2 separate regions of the Gossypium arboreum genome follow, and region 1 is linked to region 2. The links are chromatin contacts, called in public Hi-C maps. All regions are on one chromosome and are shown on one strand. The core of a region is the stretch at or near the end of the contact, and the rest is flanking DNA. Distances in the headings are between cores, read along the strand shown. Region 1 has its middle 10 kb from the start of LOC128296415. Region 2 has its middle 15 kb from the start of LOC128296450.

The links. Hi-C and Micro-C count contacts between places; a contact is called where the count stands out from the background.
Region 1: a contact with region 2 is called in a Hi-C map of leaf, with 2.6 times the contacts expected there. The contact joins two enhancer-like sites. A contact is called at or near these places in 2 of 5 Hi-C or Micro-C datasets (both in leaf).

The regions. Positions count from the first base shown.
Region 1 is chr8:29,144,037-29,149,451 of ASM2569848v2, forward strand. No RefSeq gene overlaps it. Among protein-coding and RNA genes, the nearest start is that of LOC128296415, 10 kb to the right of the region's middle. Within about 2 kb of position 3,630, at least 2 of the 2 cell types and tissues checked have an H3K27ac peak or open chromatin away from gene starts, as enhancers often do. A contact at or near this core is called in leaf, where this site is marked.
Region 2 is chr8:28,587,604-28,592,965 of ASM2569848v2, forward strand. No RefSeq gene overlaps it. Among protein-coding and RNA genes, the nearest start is that of LOC128296450, 15 kb to the left of the region's middle. Within about 2 kb of position 2,303, at least 1 of the 2 cell types and tissues checked has an H3K27ac peak or open chromatin away from gene starts, as enhancers often do. A contact at or near this core is called in leaf, where this site is marked.

The DNA of each region.
Region 1 (5,415 bases), core at 2,380-4,879, 560 kb after region 2:
TACCAACTCTGTTTTCTAAGATCTATCGTTAGTATCAATCAGGTCTGCTACCATCGTAATGTTTCGTTTTCTAACTATTTGATGAAAATGTAGATTATCGACATTCGGGGTCCAAATATCAGTTTTAATTCGAATGTTGCACCCATTACCCACCTTCCAGCATAATCCTATTTTCAGAAGACCCTTTGCGGCCCATATACTTTTCCAAGTATATGAAGGTAAGTTCCCTAGCTCTGAGTTTAAGAAATCAAAGTTTGGGTAATATTTGGCCTTTAGTGTTTGTGCAAGAATCGACTTAGGATTTTCAATTAGTCTTTGCGAGGAGTGCCACATTAAATTTTGCAAAATTACGATAACCAAGACCTCCAAACTCCTTTAATTCGCATAGACTACTCTATGAGCACCAATGTATCCCACGCTTTCCATAATCCTTTTGCCACCAGAATTTGGCTATTGATTGTTCCATACCCTCACAAACTATTTTCGGTAAAACAAAACATCCCATTGTGTATGTTGGGATAGCTTGCAACACAGTTTTAATAAAAACTTCTTTTCCCCCTTGTGACAATAATCTTGTACTCCAGCAACCAATTTTCATTTTTACACGATCTTTTAGATGCTGAAATGCTAACTTTTTCTTTCTTCCCACCATATTCGGCAATACCAGGTATTTCTCGCAATTATTTGACCATTTGACCCCTAGCCTGTTTGAGATAGCTAATCGGATTGTATCAGTGGTGTTGGAGCTGAAGAAAACAGTTGACTTTCTATAATTTACGCATTTCCCCGAACAATTTTAATATTCTTTTATAACCTTATCAAAAATTTCTGTACCTTTATCCGTTGCTTCCCCAAATAGGACACAATCATCCGCAAAAAGGAGATGAGTGATCTAAGGACTTCTTTTGCTTGCCTTTACCCCTATCAGAACTCCTTCTTTACTAGCAAGTTGTAATAGAGTAGACAGCCCTTCACTGTATATTAGGAATAAGAAGGGACTCAGTAGATCGCCTTGGCGTAGACCTCTCGTTGGCTTGAAACCCTTTCCTGGTATCCCATTAAAAACAACAGAGTATGAGACCGTACTAATGCATTTCATAATGAGTTGTACCCAAGATTCATCGAACCCCATTCTATCCATCATTAACTACAAAAACTCCTATTCCACTCGATCATATACCTTACTCATGTCAATCTTTAGAGCTATTAGACTTTTTTTCCCTATTCTTTTGTTTTGCATAGAGTGAAGAATTCCGTAGGCTAGAAGAACATTATCAGTAATAAGCCTTCTCGGTACAAAAGCACTTTGTGCCAGATCAATGCAGTAACCTAGTACTTTCTGGAGTCTGTTTGCTATAGATTTTGAAATTATCTTATAAAAAACCGAGCAAAGACTAATTGGCCTAAATTCTGATGGATGTTTCGGATGGAAATTCTTTGGAATTAAAACAAGATTTGTATGGTTTAAATAATCAAAAGACTTTCCTTTATTTAGAACATTTAAGTAAAAATCACTTACTTCCCGCCCCACGATATGCTAGAATTTTTGAAAGAAGATGGCTGGAAATCCATCGGGTCCAGAGGCTTTTGTCGGCCCAATACTGTTTATTACTTCATTTATTTCCTCCTATTTGTAATTCGCGCTTAATGACTGGTTTATATTCTCATTGATACTTCTCTTTACACCTGAAAGAAGATAATTTGTGTCACCAACTCCGCCAGTTTCAAACAGCTCCATAAAATAATCTCGTATAATATTTTCCATATCTTCATCCTCAGTTTTGACAGTTCCTCTACTATCTTCCAACCCTTGTATTTTGTTCGTGCGTCTTTGTGATGCCTGACTATGGAAGAAAGCTGTATTTTTATCCCCTTGGCGCAACCAATTCGTTCTTGCTCTTTGTTCCCAGTACATCTCCTCTTTTTCCATTTCCTAGTTTAAATTTAGCTTCACGTCAATCATCTCTATTAGAGTATCATCCTCCCTCGGTATTCCATCAAGTTCAACCAATCTTTCTCGAAGAAGTTGTGATCTCTTGACTCGGTTTCCCTTAATATTTTTCCCCATCTCTATAAACCAATTTGGGTATGCTCAAGTTTATCCAATATACTGCCAGTTTTCTCCTTCCATAAATTCTTAACAACTTCTTCACATGAAGGCTCAGTTATCCACTATGATTCGAACTTGAATAGATTTCCCCCATATTGTTTTACTTTTGACCTTGTTTGGATTAAAATTGGGCAATAATCAGAGAAAAAATGTGGTGGATGTTGTACCAAATAATAAAAAAATAAATTCAGCCATTCCGAATTTGCTACTCTCCTATTGAGCTGATCCCTTATGTTTGTATCCGCAAAATTACCTTTTTCCCAAGTAAATTTTTGTCCACTATATCCCATATCTGCTAGATCGCATTCTTCCAGGGTTTTTCGAAATTCCTCCATCTGCCTTTCGTCTCTTATTGCCCCTCCCATTTTCTCGTGTGCATACATGATCTCATTGAAGTCTCCACAGACACACCACGGTATTAAGCAATTGTTCCTTAGTCGGTGAAGTAGATTCCATGACTCTTGCTTGTTTGAATGACTGGGATTGCCATAAAATCTAGTGAATTGCCACGTATATGGATTATCTTCTTCATTAATTTCCACATCAATATGATTTTTTGAATAGCTACAGACATGAACTAGATTGTTTCCATTCCATGCAAGACTTAACCCACCTTGCGAACCATTACCTGGAATATCCATCCCATTAAGAAAACCACACCGTTTTCGAAGACGTTCCATTCGGATACAATCTAATTTTGTCTCCATTAAGAAGACCATTTGGGTTTTATATATCTTCAACGTGTGTTGAAGCCTTCGAAAAGCTTGAGGATTCCCCAAACCTCTGGCATTCTAGCATAGAATTTTCATTGGTTTCGGTTAGCTGGCCATTTGCCAGCCGCTGATATAATTTGTGAAAAAACATCTTCATCCTCTATAGACCTCATCATCTCCATTATTGTACTACCATCCAAATTTCCCTCATCAGTTCTTGGTTTTTTGTTATGTTTTCAGCTAATGGTCCAAAATCGGACGCTTCCTCTTGATTTAGTTTTCGTTTACCTATTGTAAGCTCAGTCATATTTGAGTCGCTATTTCCCTTACGGTTTAATCGGCGCCAGCTTCTTTTTTTGTGGCCCAATTGAAATATTTCTTTTGGATTAATGGGCCCTTTATCCTCAGATTTTTTTTATCATTTTCCGTAGCACAATACCAATTTATGATGGCCTGCTCCACCTCTAGGTCCCACTAATTAGAGTTTGCATTTAAAGTATCTGTTGTAGGGCACCAATTCTTTTTGGACTCTTCTTCCTCTTTTGTAGCCAAAACTTAGGGAGAAAAATTAGAATCTCTTTCTTCGGAATTTTCCTGTATTTTCTCCGTTTCCCACTTCCCGGAGTTCTTTATCGATCTAACTTCACTCTCCGGCCGACGATATGGAATAGACTTTTCTGGCAAAAGAGCATCTTCTTTTTTCCCCAGTTCCTCTCCCGCGTAAAAACATTGCTTCATTGATTTTTTCTGTATTGATCCAAAAATTAGACATTCTTTCCCTACCATGGAAGATTTTGCCTTAAGTGCTATTGAGAAAGGATGCTCATCATCTACCTTTATACGATCTTCCGGGCTTGTTTCCGAACATTCCTTAATCTCATTGCCCATTCTTCCGCAACCAAAATAGAAAGTTAGGAGATTTTCATATTTAAAGGATATCCATATTTTCATCCATATTTTCTCTTTCTCATTCGGAGAAACAAAGACACCCTTTCTTAATTATTTTTGAACATCTAGGTTAACTTTGATTCAACAGAATTCCCCTTTTATATCAGATCTAATAACTCCCCCAAAAGTAGATCCAATTGCATGCATCAAATCCTTTTTGTCACATTCTGGTGGACACGGGCCAACTTTCATCCAAAACAGGGAGAAGGTTAGTTGATTCTTGTTTCTCTCCAGAGGTTGCGTCAGTCTATCAAAAATGATTAATTGTTTTCGAATTAGCCATGGATGCCTTTCCAAGATCTGTTCCAAGTCCTCCTCATCTTTAAAAGAGATCGTAAACAGATTTTGCCCTGCGATAAGAATCTCGAACTTCTTTTTTGTTTTCCATATGCTTCGTAATTGTGCTCGCAAGCTATCTGGATTATATGTTTTCTTTGTACAAATAGAGCAGATCAGCGTCAGATTTTCTGATGGAGTTACTAATGAATTTTTCACCGTTAGTTGGATTAACTCCTCCTCAAGGAGAGCAATTTCGTTTTTTTCGTCCTTCGATTCGAAGACACCGCTCATCTTCTTCCCAACCACAGTACTCGCTGTTTCTTCGGGAAGTTCAATGAGAGCACTCTTGACTCCTTTTTTCTATTGAGTTTTTTAAAGTTCAGACTGTTTTTAGAATCTTAGAAATCTGAAAAAGTGGTCGTAATAAGATTACACTCTATATTATAGCATTTCGATATTGTTTAAGAATATAAGATTACTAAATAATCGGAATATTGAGAATTCAAACATTCTAATCTTATTTCGAAATATTACACTATAAGTTGTATGTAATATTCGATCAACGAGACCCCCTAAATGTTACAATAAATCCTATTTTATTTTCATGTTTTAACACTAGCCACTCTTCTCATATTTCTTTCTTCCCTCTTTGCTCATTTCTATTTGCACGTTGTTTTGCTATTTTCATTGTTGTTTGCTTACAAACAATAGTAAAAACATTTGAATTAAAGAAAATAATTATTTAAATAAATAATAAATAATTACATCAATAATAAAAATATCATGATATATTATTTAATTAGTAAAATTACAATTTAACCTATTTTTAAAATTTTTATGAAAATGAAATAATTTAAACTTCAATTATGTACCATTCTTTTCCTAGTATCCTTAATAATTATTTTTTATTCTCACATGCCCATTATAAAAGTAATTAAATCTAATCACATATTTTACAACTGATTGTAATATCATTACTATAATATTTAATCTCATGCTATAATAACTAATTTTATTACTATTGTTGTTTTCATTTCATTGAAATCAATCTCATCACACAGTCAAACTTTGCCTTACCAATGGTTTATAGGAGGCAGAAATGAAAGAGACTGGTGAAATAGGGCGCCAGAGAAAATATGACAGTAAAGAAAACCTTTTACTGAAGGATGATACTAGTTTAGCAAAGTCTTTATCTTGACAGTCAGCTCAGTACCCACCAATTTATATATCTATGTATAAATGTATGTTATCCAAGAAACCAAAGTCATACATTTCTTACGGAAGTAGTTTCAATGCCAGTTCAACAGTTTTGTTTGTATGGACAGCCGTGGGGACTGTTGGAAAAATATGATTTTTGGAATGTCT
Region 2 (5,362 bases), core at 1,053-3,552:
GTTACACTTTACAATTGAGTCCCTCCTACTGCGCAGCGTTTTAATACTGGGAATATTGCGCTATTGGTCCCTCTAAGTCATGCGCGCATTATAATTTGATCCTGTTGCCTATTTTATTTCTAATTCTACCCCAACAATTCTGTTTTGGTCTCAATTTCGCCCATTTTTTTGTTTCGTTCTTAAAATATTATTTGTAATATTAATTTTGCTATTATTGTTATATTATTGTTATTTATTACTATCACTATTATTATTACGTACATTTTATTTATGCCATTCTTAATATTATCATTATTATGTGTATTATTATCATTATAAATATTAGTGTATATTTTATTATACATGTATATATATTCTTTATATATGGTATTTTGTATATTATTATTTTTACTATCATCTTTATTATTTTTAATATATTATTATTTATTACCTCGTTTTCCTTAGCTTAGTATTATATCATGTTTCCTTTTGTATTTTTTTGTTACCATTATTTTATTTATTATTTATTATTATTATTATTATTATTATTATTATTATTATTATTATTATCGCTAGTATTGATGTCATTATCAATGTAAGTATATGTTTTATGTATACATCTTTAATACATATAGGCATATATTTTATTATTGATAGTTGGTTTTGTTTATATTATTATTATATAATGAAAATATTCTAACACTATATTATATATATATATATATATTTTTTTTCATATTATTATTTATATATGTTTTAACATTATTAATACTATTTTAGATATATTTCTAATATCATTGTATACTTTTACATTATTATTATTTATATACATATATGTAGGTATTTATATAGCGTATGAATAGCTTTTCTAATAATCATTTGTAATATATATATCGTATATGTTTATGTATATATATACCTTTAGTATTATTAGTTATATATTTTATACTATTTCTTATATATGTTCTTACCAATGTAAGTATGTGTTCTATTTTGTGTATATATCTTTAATATACATGTATGTAGTTATGTAGTAATATTAAGAATTGTCTTTTAGCATTATTTTCAATATGTATATACTTTGTAAATATTTTAACATTTTATTGTGTGTATGTATTTTTAAATATTGTATTTTATTATGTATATATATATACCTTCTAAACGCTGTATTTTTATACATGTCATGTATATATTTGAATATTATATAGCATATTTCTAATACTATTATTATTTACATATACATGTTCTACGTACATATTCTTAATATCATTATCATATATGTGTACTCGTTGTTTTCATTTCATGTTTAATTCTAGTATTACGTTGAATATCGCACATATCTGTATTGTTTTTAATTTATTTGTCACACTTACATTCGCTTCCATATATTTCTAGCTCTGTCATCTATTTTAATCAATTTGCTTTGCATTATTTAGAAAATCTTATTTTTTTTATTTTTTTTAATAAGTAAGGCAACGTATCGGTTTAATACTAAGTCACCGATTTCATCGCTATGTTGGGTGAACATCAATTGACTTGTGTTAAACGGTATGCCCTTCTAAAAAATCGGAAAAGCTAAAATTTCTCGTGTTCCAATCGGATTATAACTAAATGTTACATTAAACTCGTATTTTTGAAAATCAAGACAACACGTGTTTTACAAGATACCAATTTTGGGCGTCGCGAGGGTGATAATACCTTTCTCGCTCGTAACCGACTCCCGAACTCTAATTTTTCTCTGGACTTTGACGTAGACCTAAACTCGACCTCCTTTTTATTTTAAAAAATAAATTTATTAGTTGTCCGATCACACCTATAAAAAGGATCGGTGGCGACTCCCTTTGTTAATAAAATCGAAAGTTAGTTTTTAAATGTTTAATAAATCGCCACAATTAGCAACCAAGCTAAAATTTTTACGTCGCTACATCGTTAATTCATATACATACTATATAATAATAAATTTTACATGCAATTAGCAAATTGATTGTTTTATATAAAGAATTCTATTAAATAATATAAATTATATTTTTATAAGAAAAATTATTTGTGTTGTAATCATATAAAAATAAATATGGTATTACATTAGAAATTAAAGTAATTTTCCAAATTATTTAAACCATCAAAACCCACGGCTTGATTTAAGCTCGAATATGAGAAGAAAAAAAAAGAATTCAAACCTGAAAATTCAAGTCCAAAAGAGAGCCCAAGCCCAAAAATTTCATGCCTAAAAAATTTAAATCTGAAAAAGTTTATCCATACTTGCCCATTTGCCGCCTCTATGAATCCACAGTTGAACCCTTCAATCTAGCGGGAATTTGAGAAAGTGGGTGACATCAATAGACGCTACCAAAAGCCCAATATGACGGGCCGTTTTCCAAGGTAACCAGGCCTTTGTCCACGAAGAAAATAAGAAACATATGTAACAAGAGCTCCTGTTTGGATAAATTATCTAGTGGAGGAAAAAAAAGTTAAAAGTTGTCATAGACCCCTGTGCTCTTCAAAAATTTGAAATTTAATCTTGATATTTTAACTTTAAGAATTTAGTACCTTTACTTTTTAGCTTTCAAAATTGAAATCTAATTGTTACTTCTTCTTCTTCTTCTTTTTTTTTTTTTGATAATTTGGTTGGTGTAACATTTTGAAATAAAAAGTACTCACTCGGTAGTAATGTAACTAAAAAAGACATTATAATGAACTTGAATTTAAAAAATATTTTAAACAAGTATTAATAGTTAAACCTGAATTTTGAAATTGATAATTTAAAGGAACAAATTTCTCAAAATAAAAATACATAGACTAATTCTTAAATTTACAAAGAGTAAAGAAATTAAAATATCACAATAACTAAAAGAAATTAAAAATGAGATTAAGGATTTACTATGTGTTACTACCTTATTTTGAAAGAATAAATAAAATTAACTATACATGAAAAAAATATACATATACAAATATAATGTAAATATAAATACATATTTAAGCAATTATAAAATAGAATCAAACCATTAAAAAGCACAAATAAATAAGAGAAGAAAATGATTCGAGACTAAAACCTAGACATATACAATTGCATATGATGGATTAAAAACTCAAACTTAGATCTTTCAAACTAAACGGTACCAAGGCTTTATAAAAATTTATTTTCTAATAACTAATGATAATAATTTTTAACGTATGGACAATTAACCATACAATTACACATCATTAGAATAGCCCTTGGCACTTTATGTGCATTTATCATATTTTCATCTATACATACTGATACTAATAAATAAAAGTCCAAACTAGTCATAAATCGAGCATGTATAAATTAATAATTTTACATGTGTCATTGTATAAATAATTGTCAAGATATAAATATTGAAATAATATAGACTAACAAGATATTAAATATAAATTCACATAATAAAATTAGTATGTGGAAGCCTTTATTTTATTAATTAATAATTTCAACTTTTCAAACGGATATGTAAATGAGATTCCTCTAAGTTTCTTAAATATAAAAACTTGAGATTCAAATGTAATAGTAGTAGGATAGATAAGCAAGTTCGGTTCAATAAATCTAAAGGAATCCCCACAATAATTAAAGATTTGGTAATCTTTAACTCCCAAGTCCCATGTCCCATCCGCATATCTAAGAAATGCCTTGGGAAAAAAAAATCAACGCCTTTGCCGTTGTTCCTAACTTTTTTGTGAGTCAAAAGCAAAGGAAATGGCAATGAAAATGTGATACCCATTAACAATTGGAAGCTGAACATATCCCTTCATCCATTCAAAGGTTCAATATTGGATGAAAATAGAACCTTTAGACCTTTCCCCACCCCACCACGCCATCAATATGGGTTTTAAGCCACAGGTGGGTTAGCCCTTAACTGTCCCACTAACACATATAGATTATGCATTCTTTTCTTTGCAAATTGTTAATATTAAAATATGGAGAATGGGTTCTTCTTCATTCATTTGTTGCTTGCCTTAAGATTCTCTCGTGATCTAATTCGAATAAAAGGGTTGGTATTGATGGCTGAATTAAATATACATTACCCAGTTTTAAAAAAAAGTAGATTTTGGTTTTGAGATAAGACCAAGTTGGTGCAAAATCTATGTCTGCAGGCAGAATAAACTGATGGTTTGACTATATTATAAACCATGGAAAGTCGGAACACTTTTTGGTGTAGTTGAGGGGACCTTGCCTTGCTTGATGCCTTATGGCTAAACCCTATCACTTGCAAATAATTAATTATTACATTTTTTGCCTTAGAGGAGGATTTAAGAATATCCAATTCAACTTTGAGTGGTCCGTCTTTTCTCTTCCTTCAAATTAATTAGCTGTGTTTTGAGTGATTCTCTAATGGCGTCTATTGCTAGATGATATGTTGTTGATTCTCCTGATATTTTGTGTCTTTCATTTTAGACGTCCTTTTTCATGGAAAGTGTTTCAACAATGTTTAGCGTGTACTGTTTTTGATTTTAAGGCTTACAATTGAATTAGATATAATTTATCAAAAATCAAACAAGCAAGGCCAGAGGTATTCATGATTGAGCTTTTCTAACCCCCGGCCCCGACCCATTTTACTATTAATTTAAAAAATAAATTTATATTTTATTATTAAAATAAAATTAAAATAATTTTATAATTTATTTAAAGAAAAAGAAATGTGCGGAAACAAAATTTTAAGAGTAAAGTGGAAGAGATAAAATTCAGAAAGTTCCGATAATCAATTTGAAATTGTCGGCATGGATTTGTAGTTGGCAAAAAAGACAAGAGTCAAAAGTTGAAGCAGCGTCATAACTTAATTTCTATAATATGGCCAATGCTGCTAAATTTCCTAGCAATTGTGGGTGCCCCCATACAACAGTCGCTTTGAAATGCCAACAGACAGTGGCATCTTTATAAAGATTCGGAGATTGCCTGATTTGTTGGTACAACATAATAAGAAATAGAATGACACCATGGAGGAAGCTTCTTGGTTTTTATTTATGTATAACCTATGATGGCGGCAAGAAGACATTAATATATTCAATGGAACTTTGGTGGGAAACATGAAAGAAAGCTGATTTATAATCTAAAAGCTTTTTAATCAATGTAAATAAGCTCTTGCCTTTTCCTTTATTTCTACTTATTTGTATATACTACCTTATATCTATTATTTTTAATGTGATTTTTATTTATTTAATTCAATTCAACCCCACCATTTTATTTCTTTTCTTAGGATTTTGAATTTTCTGTCTGTTTTTTTTCACATACGCCTGCTCCACACTTTGCAAATAGCAATACATTTTAAAATATCATCCAAAAATACGATATATTATCGAAATTGGATTCGTCAATTATTAAAAATATAAAGTTAATTAAGACTCTATGCTGAAATAATTAAAACACAAAACT